2 separate regions of the Neogale vison genome follow, and region 1 is linked to region 2. Evidence: chromatin contacts called from public Hi-C data. All regions are on one chromosome and are shown on one strand. Each heading gives the region's core, a stretch centred on a gene start, on an enhancer-like site or on the middle of the called end of the contact. The rest is flanking DNA. Distances are from core to core; before and after follow the strand shown. Region 1 holds the start of MAPK14 (mitogen-activated protein kinase 14). Region 2 holds the start of BRPF3 (bromodomain and PHD finger-containing protein 3).

Evidence for each region. A called contact is a pair of places that touch in the nucleus more often than the background predicts.
Region 1: a Hi-C map of fibroblasts shows a contact between it and region 2, with 3 times the contacts expected there. The contact joins the promoter of MAPK14 here to the promoter of BRPF3 in region 2. A contact is called at or near these places in 2 of 3 Hi-C or Micro-C datasets (fibroblasts and muscle).

What each region holds. Positions count from the first base shown.
Region 1 is chr1:116,828,108-116,833,989 of ASM_NN_V1, reverse strand. It overlaps MAPK14 (mitogen-activated protein kinase 14), which reads left to right and starts at 2,658. Exons shown (of 12, transcript XM_044254815.1): 1 at 2,658-3,042. The coding sequence starts at 2,927. It overlaps SLC26A8 (testis anion transporter 1), which reads right to left and starts at 749. Exons shown (of 20, transcript XM_044244457.1): 1 at 744-749. The coding sequence starts at 749.
Region 2 is chr1:116,664,263-116,670,255 of ASM_NN_V1, reverse strand. It overlaps BRPF3 (bromodomain and PHD finger-containing protein 3), which reads left to right and starts at 2,940. Exons shown (of 13, transcript XM_044254793.1): 1 at 2,940-2,960.

The DNA.
Region 1 (5,882 bases), core at 1,409-3,908, 160 kb before region 2:
ACAGTCATTCACTTAAGTCACCCTACGACGTCGTCAGGTCAGAAGACGAAGGAGGAAACTGGAGGCTAGAAGGTCATTCGGGTTTCCAACCTTAGCTCTCTGCCCACAAGCTTGACTCCTCCCACTGAAGGACGCTCTTCTGCCCAGGTCTCTTGCTGCGCTCCCCTCTAGAGCCCCGCCCTTTAACCTTCTGAAGTTGATTCAGCTCCTGTCACTGTCTCTAACTATGCCCTGTAGTCCTGCTTGGCCCAGAGCGGTTTTACACCTGCTCGATTACTGTATTAGTGTCTAACGTGTTCACTTTACTTAGTCCTTACTTTTTGTAGATTGTCACCCCCATAAGGCAGGGATTTTTATTTCTAACTGCTGTATTAGTGCATAAACAATGTGCATATAATAATAGGTCAATAAATTGTAAATCTCATGTAAGCAGCAACTGCCTCTGTTTTTGAATCGACTTGAATTAGAAGTGCCTGGCACCCAGTAGGTATTCAGTACATAATTGTTGAATGAGTGACTGAATGTACTGCTTACTTCATCTTTGCCCTTTCAGTCACTCACCTCACTATCCCAATTTTTTGGAGAATTTTATGAATTCCTTAGGATTCCTGCTGCCGAGTTTCCTCCCTTCTATCAATGCACTCATTACCTTGATCCCCCACTCCTACCTGCTATATCACAGTTATATTTCTTGCTCTTACTTCCTCCTTCAACCTTCATTACTTCTTGGAAAGCTCTCTAACCCGCATTTTGGAACATTTTCAAGCCGGGTGTCTTCATAGGCAAGAGAATCCAGGCTAAGCCACACTGAATCCCCCAAAGAAAAGCTTTCCATGAATCATCCATGATTCTGGTTTTTGTTTTTCCTCAAGGAGAACTGAGGATCCTGCACTACCTCCTAAACTGAGATCATGGTCATTATTCATAATTAGTCCAATAAATATTTATGGTGTACCAGTTGTGTTCCAGGCACTGTGCAAGATGCTGGGACAAGATAGGCAAAATCAGAGCACTCCAAGGGATGCGTAACACCAAAGAGAATAATCATGGTAAGTGCTGAAAAGTGTCCTGGCTTGAACCCAGTTCTTTCTTTCTTTTTTTTTCTAAGATTTTTAAAATATATTTGAGAGAGAGAAAGTGAGAGCATGAGCGAGGAGAAGGTCAGAGGGAGAAGCAGACTCCCCATGGAGCTGGGAGCCCAATGCCGGACTCGATCCCGGTACTCCAGGATCATGACCTGAGCTGAAGGCAAGTCGTCCAACCAACTGAGCCACCCAGGCGCCCTTAACCCAGTTATTTCTAAGAGAGATTGTGACAAGCTTAAAAGTGGGGGTAGGTATGGGGTTATAATATCTTGCCCAATCACACTTATTTTGTTCAGCTTTATAAATGACCCTATTAAGTGGGAATGTAAGGCAGGAATTATTTTTGCAGGAATTATTTTTCCCAGAACTAGAACGAAGGTCTAAGAAAGGTCAATCGACTTGCCTGATGTGACACTGCCAAAAGACCACTCTCTGCCTTGCTCTCCTTTTTTTTTTTTTTTTTTTTTAAGATTTTATTTGACAGATAGAGATCACAAGTAGGCAGAGAGGCAGGCAGAGAGAAGGTGGGGGGAGCAGGCTCCCTGTCGAGCAGGGAGCCCGATGTAGGGCTCGATCCCAGGACTCTGGGATCATGACCTGAGCCAAAGGCAGAGGCTTTAACCCACTGAGCCACCCGGCTGCTTCTTAATCTGAAAGGCATGAATCAAATGCTTAAAATCGTCTTCACTGGAAGCTTCAGAGCAGAAATCAGTTTCAAACCCTCTGAGTAATGTTTCAAAACCCCTTTCAAAGGGAGATACCGGAGACTTTCCTTAATCAGAACTACCTGGGGCATTTTGTAAAAATGCGCATTCTTGGAGCCTGTCACGGACCTATCCACTTAGACTCCCTGTGGGTCCTGAGACTTGCATTTTTAAACATCTAAAGTGATTCTTCTGCACATAAAAGTTTAAGAACCGCTAGGAGAGTTTGGATGGAAAACCTCAGCCTTAATGCAGAACTAATATTTGCTTTTGGGATAGAGTTCGTCACAATTCCGAAGATTAAGCCGTATGTCCTTGAGCAGATGGAATACAACGGCTTTCTGGCCAGAATCTCCTTTTTTTAATGTAAATATTTCTTGGAAATTGGGTGTTCTGCTTAGCAGATGCTCGGCTGCTGGTGACTACAGGCAGTTCAAAGATCTTTTGGCTCTTTTCCCGACACCCTATTAGTCACTGTCGCTTTCCACAACAGAGTCAGGCACTTACTCCGCCGACCACGGTGGGGCGCACGCGGCATACATTGCCAGCTTATCCCTTCCTTCCCGGGTCCGCCTTCGCGCCCTTAAGTCCGGGAGAGTTCTTGCCTCCGGTGTCCAGCTGTTGCTCTTTTCTCGCGAGAAGTGCTCCTCCCATCCTCTCCCGTCGTCAACCCCCTCCCGTGGGCAGGTTCCATATTGGGTAAAATCTCGGCTCGTGGAGAGTCCCGGGAGCTGATCTCGCGAGAGTACGGCAAGAGGCTCCTGTTCGCTGGCTTTGGAACGGCGACCACTGGAACCTCAGCGGGCGCTGCAGCTGGAGCGGTAGTCCCGCGGTGCAGCCGGGAGTCGGCCTGGTCTGGGAGAGGGTGCAGGGAGAGCGTGGTGGGCGCAGCCTTGGGCTCCGGAGCGTGCCCTTGCCCTTAGCCGGGCTCGCTCCGGTCGCTGAGGCGCGTCCAGCAGCTGCGGCTGACAGGGGCCGCGCGCGCGGGAGTCGGCGGGGTCGCGTCTGCCGCACCTGCGCCGACTGCCAGCTCCAGGTCCCCGCCCGGCCGGGCGGGCGACGAGGGCCTGGGAGCGGGAGCGGGCGCAGGCGGGGCCCCTCAGGGCCACCTCCTAGCCCCGCGGCCGCCGCTGGAAGATGTCTCAGGAGAGGCCCACGTTCTACCGGCAGGAGCTGAACAAGACAATCTGGGAGGTGCCCGAGCGTTACCAGAATCTCTCCCCGGTGGGCTCTGGTGCCTATGGCTCCGTGTGGTGAGTGTCACCGGGCTTGGGTCTGCGGTGGGCTGAGTCGCCCTTAATACCCCAGAGCCAGGCCTGCCCCCATAGCTCAGCGATGCACCAAGCGGCAGGAATTTTCCTTGGGGGAGAGCACCGCTGCCTCTTGGACCCCTGTCCTGCACTCCCTGTACCCCTTGCACCCCTCACTCTGCACCCCCAGGTAGGCGGTCAGCTGTGTGCAGGATGCAGGTCCATGGTGGGTTGTGGTGCTGGAGCTCGGCCCCGGCTCGCACCTTGCGCAAGCCCTTCTTGTGGGGATTGCTGCTTCGGGGGCAGGCACGGGGGCGGGGGCGCCTCTTCGGGGGTCTCCCTGCCAGCATCCAGCAGGAAGATCCTCTCGGGAGGTGCGTCTACTTTGGGCGCCAAAGCCCGCCCTCAAAGCAGACAAGCCCGGGAAGCTGCAGGGAGAAGCAGAAGGGCAAAACTCGACCGGGAGATGCGGTTGTCCGAACAAAACTGACGACGACGAAGGGCGTTCTGTCCGGGTTTTTTTTTTTTTTTTTTTGCAAACCTCTTTCGAAATCTCCTTTTGAGAAGCATTCGTTTTGAATTCGCACTTGGATTAGCAGCGACCCGTAGAACCTAAAATACCGACTTTATCTCGGCCAGCACAGTGCCAGCTTGAGTGGTGTGTTTCCGATTCGGTTGAAAGCGTATTTCCTTTTTGCAGAGTGGGGGTGGGTGGTAGTGCCTGCAAGAACACTGCAGCTTGAGAAGCTGGCGGCCTCACTGATTAGTCACATACCACTGCTCATTTAAGTATTGTTTGGCAAAACAATTTTCCCCTTTGGAGCAAGCGAGATTCAGATCCGTTGGACGCGCTCAAGAGCAAGAAGTTACTAACAATGCTGGGATGTATTGTAAATATTTTTAAATTGCAGTACATCTTGTGAATATTTTTTTTTTTTTTAAAGTCCGTGAGAGAGTTTGCAGGGAACTTATCTGCATTTGTAGCCTGAGGTACACGATGTTTTTTGTAAAGATCTATAGCAAAGGAAGGAGTAGTCTATAGCAAAGGAAGGAAGAGACACGTCTCATCTTTAAATCATACTGGGTGTTTTAAATTAAATTGATACCATAAAATTTCTGGATCTGAAATATTTCACTAATTTAGGTATTACACACTCGATTTTAGATTTACTGTAACTTGAGAGCTGCTGATTTGAGACTAATTCATGTATTCATGTGCATGCATCATTTGAAAAGGGCTTTATAAAATTATTTTTTTGTTTTGGAACAAATTCCAGACTTTTGGATGTGTTAATCTTTATAATTCCTGTGTTTCTTGAAGTCACATCATGAATTTCCTGTTTGGTAGAATCTTCTGGGTAATTGAGATTATGCAATTGTGTCAGGAAACAGATCATGTTGCATCTTCTAGTTCAAGCTGTGTGAGTTAATGTTGCTGATGGCTCCTTGCTTGACATCTCCATTTTTTTAATAATACGGCATTTTAGATTTTAAGGGAATTTGCGACATTTTACTATAGATGTGTATATATGTGTGTGTGATTGATTTGCAAATTTTCAAAGATTTATTTAGATCATTGCTTTTTTGATAGCTTACTTTTTTACCTTTATTTTTCATTCTCCAGTTGACATTAATTTTGGTAGTACCAGGTTTTTGTTTCCAATGATGTTTAAACTTTAATGAAATGATACAGCAGAATAACTCAACTCTGGGGAGTTTAGTGAACTTGAAATGCTTGTAAGGTTTTCCTGCTGTTGGTATGAATAACTCTACACTGGAATTGAAGATTCAGATTTTCAGTGAAGTGTCATTAAAATGACCTTTACATTTCTTTAGTACTGTACTTTTCTGGCTTACAGAAGCCAGCAGTATCTGATACTTGGAAGTAATTTTGCCAAACAGATTTTTAAAAATAGGTCATGTGTTCACATTGTATAAAATTCAAAAGGCATAAAAGGATATTTAATGAAAGGTATCCTTTCCTTCTTGTTCTCCAACCATGCCATTCCTTTCCTCAGAGACAACCACTGTTCAGTTTCTTATGTGTCTTTTTTTTAGTAGTAATTCTGTTAAGGGATTTACATTGTAACCTATGGTATAATGATGGAGGAAAATACGTCTGTTATTATGTGACAGTTGACTGTAAACAAATGTAACTGACTTTGGGTTGGAAATACTGGAATTCAGATTTACAATTAAGTGGTATCTCATTCATTTGAGGTTGTTCTTTCAATTAGTTTTTTGGGTATTGCAGAAAACTGTTTTTTTGTGTCGTTCCCCCCCCCCCCCCGCTTTTAAATTTCTTATAGTATCCATTCTGGAGCCTCTGTTATTTTTCACTACCATCATCCTTTGAGAACAGATTTGATTTTAGGAAATAATGCAATCAAACTGAATTCAAATAGTTTAGAGAACTTGTACTCAAGTCTGGTGAAAAAGATTAGGCATTCAGATTGGTCATACTGTTTTAGGTCAAATAGGAGTTGTAACTATAAAGTAATGACCGAATTTCTTGTGTGACTTGTAGAACTGGATCTGAAGTCTGTTCCAAAAAAGAATCTCTGAAAGCATTTTAAGGAATGCAACCTCACTGAAATAGGTGTCAGTTTCCTAATTTGATTGTTCCAAAGTGTGATATGCTTTGATGTATAACTTAAGTTTTTAAATATTAAGCCTATTTTCATTATTTTAATTTGTTCTAAGTATACGGTAGAAAAGCAAATAGCATCCTGTATGATAACCAACTATGAATCCAAGATGGAGGAATCAGACTAGAAATTGATAAGGTTTTATAAATATGCTTTTCCTTTTTAAGGGGGTAAAGGGAACTAAATAAGTCTTGC
Region 2 (5,993 bases), core at 1,691-4,190:
CTGATAAGCAGACAGAATTTGAACCCAGGACCCAGGATCATGACCTGAGCCGAAGGCAGATTCTTAACCAACTGAGCCACTTAGCTGCCCTGTCTATTGATTTCTGATTAGAATTTTCTTTTCCCTCTTCTTTCTCTACCATTTCTTCAATTATTCTGGTTAATGTCCTTTTATTGTCTTAATACCTAATAGCTTATAGTAAATTCTTCCTGGTTTACCTAATACTATTCCTAGCTCTAGCTTATCCTATACATAATGGGGACCATAATAAAAATAATTAATAAATTGGTAACGAGAAATAGGTCCATGTATATTGGACCTATTTTGTATATGTGCCCACTATATCTTTGGAGAATCACCTCCTGCCCATGTCCTCTGGTTCTAGTGGTGGACAATGGCCAGACTTCATTAGAGTACCATGTCTTTCTGGTCATAGCTATCCATTCAGGTTGGCTGAGAGACTGCTGGAGACAGTATCCTGATGACATAATCTAAGCCTTTTGGCTTTGCCTAAAGCCAGATATACTCTTGGACTTTCTGATTATGTGAGTCAATAGATTTCCTTTATTAAACTAATTTTAGTTTGTTTTCTAAGTGCAACAAAGATTTTTGATAATATGGTATGTAAAGCACTAAGCATACTACTTTGCATAGTATTAGGTATCGTTTTTATTATCTTTATACCCTTGCCATATCCTATATCCAATTCAACCTTTTCTTAACATCTGCCCATATAGACCAATAATTTCCTTATTATTCCCTGTATATTGTTCCTTTGCCTGGGCTGCCCTGCCACCAACCTAATAATGTCATTCTACACTCTTTTCGCCAATTCACATCCATCATTATTTAGAATCTGGCTTTGAAAAAAGCCTCCCATCTTCCATTTGAATAATGGTAGCTCCAAATTGTTCACTGTCTTATCTAATTTCTCCTGCATGTGTTTTCTAATTATTTCTAGTTTGCTTCTTGAGTGTACATTACTCAAGGCAAGGAAAAATATGATCACTGGGACCTTTTTAGGTTGAGATTTTGTCATTATTTTCCAAAACAACTTGCCCAGGGTTGGACACACAGTAGGTGTTCAATGAGTGTCTGGTATAGGAATAAATGAATGGAATTAAATTTAGAAGGTATGATAGTCAATTTAAAGCCAGTTGTTAGCCTAAACTTTTTCCTTTTTCTAAGCAAACATTATATTCTTAATCCAATTTCATTATGGCGTAAAACTATCACAATGATTCCAACCTCAAACATTCTTCCCATTTATGATTTCATACTTCTTTTTGCCAAGGTCTAAGGAAGGAATATTCTTTTAAAGATAATGTAACAATCAATCAAAACCTTTTTTCTCTTGTCGTACATATTTTATTAATCCAGTAGTATTGCATCTGACCCTTCAGAGGGTTCTTGCCTTGATAAACTAATGATAATAGTAAAGCATTGAAGAAGATATCCTGAGATGCTGAAAAAAAAACTGAGGGGGATAAATTTTATATTTTCATTTCCTTTTTTTGATCTAAATGGTAAAACATGCTTCTACTCCAAATAAATTAGTTTCTACTAAAAAACACAAAATTTGGAAAACTACTATTTGTAAACCAAAGGTCTGTGCCTGTCTTAGTTGAACTTAATTGCTATATGGGTTAATGGAAGGGTTGAGGGCTAGTGAATTTAAACTCCTTAAAATAGATAAAGATTCAAGCTAATTAAATTTAGTACCTCTGGGATTTTTGATACACATTCCAAATTTGTTTTTAATGACATAATTGTCCCATGTTACATTTAAGATTACATCATTGTAAACTGGTTACGTGTGGAGTTACACTAACAGAAACCAATCCCAGATGTCAAAAATAAGTAAATAAAAAAAATGTCAAAAATAAATGTCAAAAAAACAAATTACAGTTGTTGTCAACAACTGTAATGTTACCATTAAGAAACTAGAAGTTGCAAATAGAAGAGAAACACTCCTTTGAATAAGTTCTTACTATGAAAACTTTGAATAGAAAGACCTGGAAATTCAATGTATTAACTTCATGCTTTTTAAAGAGCATTTAAATCATTCTTTTTTATTTACTCTTGCAAGTGAAAATCAATGTATTTTCCCAAGGTATCTTATTCATTAAGTTTAGTGGGAAAAGAGCTCCCAATCACACAAATGGGAGCTGTGCTAAATAAATTCTGTGAACACTTACCAAGAAATAAAAATTATTAGTCATATGTATAAATGGATGTAGCTCATATTTTAAAAGAACAAGAAATGAAATTCAGTATTCTTGTTTCTTTTAGTTTTCAGGGTCCCCCGCTTCCCCTTTAACTAACAGTAGTTGTAGTAGTATCTTGCGTCTGGGGCTTTCCCTTCCACAATTAATCATCTTGATACTATCTACACCTTCCCTCCAAATGATTATTCCCCCTAGCTTTAGAACACTTGACATTAATTCATACTCCTCCATCATCACAGTTTTCAAAACATTGCCCTGCCCTTGCGTAGCTCCACAAGACACTCCCTTTTCTTTCAGAAAATTGGCTAACAGAAGAATTTTTGCTATCACTCTGTTTTCACTTCTACAAGGTGCTACTGTGTAATTGGAAAAACATCTTTGTAATACAAATTAGATTCCTTACTTTCATCAAATTTTCAAATTCAAAACACAATTTTTTAAATTCCTAGGGTAATGAACATCTATACTTCAAAAGTCGCAATACGCTCCGTTTAAACATTTGGAAGACTTGCATCCTAAGACTATCTTTCATCCTCTGACTCTAGAATCGGTGTCCTTGATCATCAGAACCAAGCAAGAAATTGTGAGAAGCTTCACCAAGCTACACCACCAGCGCGGGCAGAGGAAACGCTTTCAAAATATGTCATTCATCTTCACATTTAAAGGCAGTCTATCCATACATCTTTTACACACATCATTAAATATTGGTACTTAAGACTTCAGTCATATGAGGTAAGCTTTCTGATTTATAGGCGAAAGGGGGGGGGTGGCAAAGTCGTCTCCTCTTCTTAAATATACTTATGGAGACAAAGCCAGTCTGATTATATCTGAAAGTCTGAAGTTGCCATTTGTCAAGTCTTTTAGACAGCCGCTTATTGCATTAAATTAACCGATTCCTAGCCAAATCAGGTTTAAGGAGAGAGTGTTTCCCATGTCTACAGTGACAAACGAGTTACCAGACGTCCTTAAGTAGACTGTCAAACTTTTATGTTTACTCTTTCTAAACACATAAGGGAGAGAATAGCACATAACGAAAAGTCAGGTCTGTTTCTTAAGAAGGATGTCCTACGGGGAACAAGACGCTCACCTGTACACAACAGAGGGTCTTTTCCTGCTGCCCTCACTGGGGGAGGGGATGGACAGCGCTAGACCTTTGTCCTCCGGACCAGAGCACGGCCGGGGAGGAAGGGCGACTTTCTGGGAGTAATGCAGGCACCTGCACCTCAAAAAACTACAGGCCGGTTTTGACTCCAATGACTGCCCAGGCTTAACCTCTGGGGGAGCCCTCTAGCTCCGGGAGGGGGTTCGTTGCCCCAAACCGTAGTCACCTCCGCAGGGACAGGGGGAGGGGACAACTGGGCACTCTAAAGAGTTAGGGAATCCCCATCTTTCCCAAGCAGACCCCAACGTCCCCGCTCCCTTGTGGGGCTCGCCCCGCGGCGGAGGCTTGGCTGGGGTGAGCCTTGGCCGCGGCGGGGGCAGACCCCGTCTCTGCTCCGCGCCCCTGCCGCGTCCGCACCGCCACCGTGAGGCCGAGCCGGGGACGGTGCCCCGTGGCGGCGGCGGCTCCGCGCTCCTCTCCGCGCCGCCCCGGCCGCCGCCGCGCCGGGGACGGGCGGGGGGATTTTCTTCCCGTTCCCCCCTCTTTCGCGCTCTAGCTCCTGTTCAGCGGGAGAGCCCGCGGAGCCAGGGAGGGAGCGAGGGAAGGGGTGGAGGTGGCGGGGGGGAGGCCGGAGGGGCGGATCCTGCCTGGGGGCTGATCCCTCCCTCCCCTCGGCCGGGCTCCGTGGCGGCAGCGGCGGCGGCAGCGGCTTCATTCCCCCTCCTCCCCCGGGAGCGGCGGCGGCAGCCGGGCCGGGGCCCCAGCGCGGGCCGGGAGGGGGCACGGCGGTGGCCGCGGAGGCCAGCGCGGGAGGAGGTCGCGCTCCGCTCCCCGGGCCGCGCCGACCTGCTCGACGGCCGGCCCGCCCGCGCCCAGGGGCCCCGAACGGTGGGGCCGGGCCGGCGGCTGAGGTAATGGGGGTGGCAGCGGGGCCGGACAGAGCGAGGGAGGGGGCAGCGGGGCCTACGGGGACCAGGGATTGCGCGGGTGGGGGGGCGACGAGAGAGAAGCAGGGGGCTTCCCGAGCGGGGCGGGGGCGGCGCGAAAGCGCTCTCCTGGAGCGAGGGCGGCGGCGGGGAAGAAGAAGGCGGGTGAGGGGGGAGCTGAAAAGCGAGGACCCCCTCCCGCAGCCGCCATCTTGTTTCCCTCCCCCCCCCGGCCCTGGCTGGCGAGCCGCCGAGCTCCGCCCCCGCCATGTTCTCCGATTGGTCAGACCAGAGGAGTGTTCCACCCCCTGAGCGTCCCTTGCACCCCAGGTTCCTCCTGACGGGCAGGTGAGACGACCAATGGGCGCCCGCCTCTCTGCCCCGCTGGTTCGCTGGCGCTAGCTTTCTCTGTCTGCGGGTCGGACTCCGCGTCAGTCTGTCTCTGGCGCTCTCGCCCCCTCCCCTCAGGGGTGGAGATGTTATTTCCCTCCTTTCTCCTCGAAAGGGTCAAGATTCTTCTGGAAGAGGTGCCCTTTTAAAGGAGCAAGACCCTTGGCTGGGTCTCTCCCCTGTCTCATGAGTCTCTCGTGGGGGTGCAGGGGATACAGCCTAATTGCAGAAACTCCTCGTTCTTTGGGGACCTGGGTGGGATGGGCGAGTGGGGGCTTAGGGGTGCTGAGGAGACCCCGGGGGTGTTGGGGGTATTTGGAGGTGTTTGTGGGAACGGCTTTGTGGGTTGAGAAAATCCCGCCAAAAAAACTGGACTGTAAGCTCCTTGTGGGCGAAACTCATTTCCTCAGCAGGAGCCCTTCCCTCCAGAATTTGCCCTTCCAGTGTTTAGAGGCAGGGGTACGACTCAAGAGGTTCTCCACAGATACTTGGTGCCTGGATGAGGGCTAACCCAGGCTGCCAAGGAGGTAGCAGGTAGGGAGGAAGAATATACAGCGCTTTAACAAAGGAGGCTCCATACCCTCTGTCTAAACTATTTCTGGTTAGTGTTGAGGTAGATTTTCATACCTTTGCAAGGATCTCCCTTCCCACGAGGGGAGGGCCGGGAGGGCGTGGGGACAATGAAGCAGGTCTTTTGGCTGGGACTACCCCCAGGAAGTTGACATTTGTCAGGCATATAGTGGCCAAGGGCCTCTGGAACCTGGACAGAATTGCTGTGATGATTCTGTTGCCTTTTGTCCCCATTGGGGTGTGTCCCTGCCTGGCCCTGTTCCTCAGCCAAGTTGTTTTTTGTTTGTTTCAGTCACACTTTGGGATTGGAAAGCCTTTTAAATAAGGGTGTTAATAAACCTTATTAGCATATGGCAACCCCTAAAAGGTAGATTTTATTCTCATTTTATTGTGGAGTCTGGAGGCACAGGGAGATTAAGTGACTTTCTCCAGGTCACACAGGGCCAAGATTAGCACCTGGAGTGCCCCAGAGACTGATTTCGTTCTAGACCATGGCATCTCTGTGGTGTTCTTCCCAGTGAAATGAGTTCAACCCATCATCTAGGTTTGAACTGTAGCTTTATCACTCAGCTACCTTTGGGTTGAGTGACACCTTTCTGAGCTTGTTTCTTCACCTGTAAAATGGAGATGATAAAAGCTATTCTGCCTCCCAAACTAGTGGAGAGAAATTTTAAGAGTAAAAGGGATTGGGCCACCTGGCTGACTCAGTTGGTAGAGCATGCAACTCTTGATCTCAGAGTTGAGTTCGAGCCCCACAGTGGGGGTAGAGATTACTTA